Regions from separate parts of the Gossypium hirsutum genome. Here region 2 is linked to region 1. Evidence: chromatin contacts called from public Hi-C data. All regions are on one chromosome and are shown on one strand. The core of a region is the stretch at or near the end of the contact, and the rest is flanking DNA. Distances in the headings are between cores, read along the strand shown.

The links. Hi-C and Micro-C count contacts between places; a contact is called where the count stands out from the background.
Region 2: a Hi-C map of leaf shows a contact between it and region 1, with 2.0 times the contacts expected there. The contact joins the enhancer-like site here to the promoter of LOC107934271 in region 1. A contact is called at or near these places in 16 of 34 Hi-C or Micro-C datasets (callus, fibers, hypocotyl and 3 more).

The regions. Positions count from the first base shown.
Region 1 is chrA12:98,049,125-98,051,728 of Gossypium_hirsutum_v2.1, reverse strand. LOC107934271 (chlorophyll a-b binding protein P4, chloroplastic) reads right to left here and starts at 1,311. Exons shown (of 2, transcript XM_016866649.2): 1 at 894-1,311; 2 at 1-505. The coding sequence starts at 1,099.
Region 2 is chrA12:98,091,172-98,093,775 of Gossypium_hirsutum_v2.1, reverse strand. No RefSeq gene overlaps it. Among protein-coding and RNA genes, the nearest start is that of LOC121211603, 8.2 kb to the right of the region's middle. Within about 2 kb of position 1,320, at least 1 of the 9 cell types and tissues checked has an H3K27ac peak or open chromatin away from gene starts, as enhancers often do. A contact at or near this core is called in leaf, where this site is marked.

The sequences.
Region 1 (2,604 bases), core at 62-2,561:
GAGGTGCTGCAACAGGTTGTCAAATGGTCCTTTCCCAGTCACATTGTGTTGAATTATGAATCCCAAGAAGGCCAACATTGCCAATCTCCCATTGGCAAGCTCCTTTTCCTTGGCCTCAAGTGTAGGAGCAAAGTTGAGGGGGTTGAAAATGCCACCAGGGTATCCGCACTCGTGTGGGGGCAGGCTGTATTGCTTGAAGATGGGATCTTGGTTCACACATCCTGGGTTCTTGATGTCTTGCCACCGTCTGATCTCGACGTAGTGGAACAATATGAACTCGATCACAAATAGGGTGGAGGAGGATGCGAAGTATTCGGATTTTCCAGCATCGTACCATTGGGGAGCATTGATCAGCCCAATCTTGGTGAATACTTCAGGCAAAAGCATCCCTGCAACACCCAACATTGCCCAGCGGCCATTCACCAGCTCTGCTTGCACGAACCATCTCAAGTTCTCCGGATCCTCCGCCAATCCAAGAGGGTCGAATCCATTGTCACCTGGAAGACTGCATTTCCATAATGTTATAACCAATGTTAAGAATCAAACCGAACTAGCTAAATCATTGGTTGTCAGATTGATTCACAATAATTGATTCTATTTTCGCTTATACACTACTGGTCAAAGTTTAATTCCGAATTCAACTCTAACCACCACGTCCTTTGGTTTAATCTACTGCTGATAGCTGATTATGTATATTTCCTTTAAATACCAATGAATAAAATAATCGGGGGGCCCCCCAAATAGCTAATTGAGATATTAGATATTGCTTCAAAACAAGAGTTTTCATATGTTAAAAAAATAATCTATATTTTGGTGCAAATGCCATTGTCTGAGATACTGAATTAGTATCTTCACTTTATTTTGTATCAAATAGTATAACTAAAAGAATGTACCTTCCAGTGAGGTAAGCCGGTGAAGGTAAACCAGGCAACCACTCCCCTTTCTTGGCTTCAACTTTGAATGAGCTGATTGATGAAGATGACATTGGTTTGAAGCAAACTTGCCGGTTTAACTTACCGGAATTCCCGGTAAGAAACCTAGTTTTCGATGTGCATGGGCGGAAAACGGCAGCCGAGGCTTGTGTAGTGACGGCAGACATGATTTCCGGGAGAAAGAAAGGATGGGTAAGGGAAAGTAAATGTTTTAGTGCATGGCTTAAGCCTTAGCTTTGTACTATGATATTGCCATTCATGTGTGGTTGTCAGTAAAGGTTGGATTTGATTGTTTGATTTCGTTGAATCCAACGGTTGAGATAAACTAAGATTTATCCCTTTATCTATAATCTCTTTCTTTGTTGTTATTGGCTGAGAAATGATAATCTGGGACCAATTTTACATTACTTACATATCTGCCACACTCGTCTTTTACATCCAATCATTGCTTGACATGTGTTTATGGGACGCAAAAGATGTTATCCATGGGATTTTGGTATCATCTATAATCCATTCTGTTTTTAAATGTAATTCTTCTTTTTATCTTATGTATTGTAAGCTTCTACATGACGTATAGCCTTCAATTACAATGAATTTAATCTTTCAATATAATAAGATTATGTGAATTTAATATTACTGGCTACTATGTTACATTATCTTTCCCTTTATATTTTTATTTTTATTTTATGAGAAATTATATAATGTTAAAATAAATTTATGAATTATAATTATAATAATTCATTAAAGAAATATAATAATTTTAATTTTAAAATATGACATCTACTATTTCACCATTTTTATTTTTATTTAGACTTAAATTTTATTTGAAAAAAATGATTAAATTAATTAATATGATAAAAATAAAGGGAATAAGTCGACATCTTGACACTATTTAGGAATGTGAGATTATAAGATGCTCAAAATGTTAAGAATCCAAATTGACTTAATGTTATTCCAGAATGTAACATTATAAACCATAATGTATTATTCAACTGACTAAGGCTTCGTTTGTTTGGCAGTAAAATGTTTTCCGGAAAATGATTTTTGAAAAATGATTTACTTTTTTGGAAATGATTTACTTTTCTGGTGTTTGGATGAATCTAAGTAAAATATTTTCTGTTGTTTGGCAAATTTCCTGAAAATATTTTCCGGAAAAATTGTTTTTACATATATTAATAAATTTATATATATTAATAAATTTATACTTTAAATTATTTTACATATATTACAATAATTTATTTATAAATAAATAAATCAAATTTAATATATAATAATACTCAATTATTAAGCTAAAATATTAACCGTCATAAATTGAAAACAACCAAAGTCTATTTACACTTTTTCAGATAAACGTCAAACACTTTTTCAGATAAACCTCAATTAATATTACAAATTTTGATACCTGATCATAATTTTTGGACTAAAGTTCATACCAGACAATAATATACAAATAAAGTTCATACCAGACAATAATATACAAAGAAGGAAAGAATTAACAAGTTCTTGGACTAAATTTCAATTGTTTTTTAATTAATAGCTTTATATCTTCATTTCTCTTTCTCTAAAAAATCAGCATCCAAAAACCTTGAAACAAATACCCAAAGCTTATAAATGTCTTCAAGACTAGTAAGGAACCCAATTGTAGCAGTAACATCTATCCCAGGCTGAAACT
Region 2 (2,604 bases), core at 71-2,570, 42 kb before region 1:
TGTTTGTGTGCAGTCACTCTCCACCCAAACCTCCTTATGTAAGGCTAATAAACACACTCAAATATGTGTATAATAAGCTCTCACAAAAGGCACAAAGAAAGCCTTTCAAAATAGACAGAATAGTGCTTTCCAATATTAGCTCCAATCGACACCACTCTAAAGGAACAAACTTCTTTCCAAATAACCTCTTACTTAATCTCACATTCAATATCTTTCCAAATAATCCTCCATAATCTAATCAAGATCTCTTTCCAAATAAACTCCTACAAAGTCTCATATTGAAGTCAAAGGATAATCACACAAAAAAAAAACATAAAATCCTACAATTCAAGGACTCTTAAAACTACATAATTATTCTAGTTTCCTCTTATAAAAATTCATAATTCTTTGCATAAAAATTATGATAAAAATCACTCAATAAATATCTTACACATAAAAAATAAACAACACTCAAAATATGAAAATTGGTTTAGGCCAGATGTAAACAACAAATAGAAAGTCTATTGCAACATACTTGCATTTTAGAAGTATAACTAAAAATTTCTAACAAAAGCATATATTTTAATACATGATAATATAAAGGTTAAATTCTGCTATCAGTTCTTGTATTTTTCAAAAATTGTAGATTTAATCTCTGTACTTTAATTTGATCAAATTTAATTCATGTATTTTTTGAATTGGTTAAATTTAGTCTATGTACATTTCGAATTTTAAAATTTTAGTCCTAACTCAAACAGTAATAAAATTTGTTTGGTTAAGTTCAAATACTAATCTTTTACAATGTGTCAAGTTGCGGACTTAGTCTATATTCTCCAATTATTGTTTGAGTTTTGAAATTTCAATCTTGACATAAATGACAATCATTAATTAATTAACGGGGATTGTAGTAAGTAATGTATGAAAATAACAAGCTGACGTGGTATTATATATATGATAATATGTTTATTGCATTAGATTTTAAAAATAAAAATAATAATAAATTTAACAATTATTGTTTGGTAAATACTGAAGTTTTAAAATTCGAAAAGTGCTGATATTAAAATTTATCAAATTAAAATATATGATTAAATTCACAACTTTCATAAAGTACAAGGGCTAATAATAAAGTTTAACCTAATATTTTGAATTTTACAAATGAAAATAAAAATATGATATGTATTATAAAATTTAAAAATTTTTAAAAAGATATTTATATGAGATAAAATTGTACTTGAAAACAATGTGGGATCTGAATGAAGAATATGTATGATCTGGCAAGCAATCAATATCCGGAATTATGAAAGTGAAGGTGGAGTCAAATAAGCGTGGAACTGACGTGGATTACTGGGTTTCCTAATCAAAGTTTGACCCCACTTGCCAATTTATCCATGTGTATGGGAATCGGCAACTTGACATTGCCTTTGCCCCCTTTCTTTTCTTTTTTGGATTATAATTATCTAATTGTATCAGCAACAATTTCAGACTTTGTATTTTGGTACAATATATATTTTTTACTCTATAATTAAATTTTAAATTTTATCTTATGTTATTTATTTATTATTTTACTATATTTTTATAGAGTTTTTGTCAACCTCTTAACTCTATTTTTGAAGTCCAAAAATCCCATTAATAGTGTACCTAATATTTTCCCACAATGTCATCTCAATTCTCAAGATTGGATAAATTTTTCACCACTTTAGAATTTTGATTTACTATATTTGGATGGAGTAAGAAAATAATAGTAATTTGGTGGGAATGAGGTAAAAGATATCATATATATTATCTATTATTTAAGTTGGGATAACCCTCAATCAAGCTATCAATTCAATTGTTAAATTATGAAAATATCTTTTTTAATTAAATTAAGTTAAATTATTTGATGGTATTTTAGTTTTTTTTCTTTAAAAAAACTAATAAAAATATTCATACGATGAGATTTGAACCAAAACCAATTGCATTAATAAAACATTTTATTTACCACTCAACTAAAGCCGTAATTTAATATATTATACATTTTAATTTTAATTATGCACACTTTATTACTTTCTTAAATTAAATCTATTTTTTTAAATTTAGTAGCATACATATTTCATGTGTAATTATTATTAATAATTAGTTTCAAGCCATATATTTCGTTATTTATTGTTTGTTATTTTTAATTACACATTTATATTCTATATTTATAGTTTTCACATGCATTCATGTGTGATAAGATTTTTAGTATGCGTAGTTTGATTAATTAAATGGAATAGAGTAATAATGTTTCAATGTTGTTTGTTTGGTTAAAATATTATTAAAGAATAATAATTTTACTTTTTAATTAAATAATAATTTTTTATATTTAAAATTTAAAATTTATATTATTTCAATTTATTAAATTAATATAAAATTGAAATTACAATAATAATTTTTAAAAATATTAAACATGATACATTTACCAACATAGTTTAATATTTTAAACAAGAATTAACTTTTAAATAAAATATATTTATAAATAACATAAAATCATTTTAAAAATATTTTTAAAATACATTTTCATTTTCATTTTTTATCTTCACTTTCTCCCTCTAAGTGTTCTTCTTTTTCCTCTTTTATGTCTCTCTCTCTCTCTCTCTTTTTTTTTGA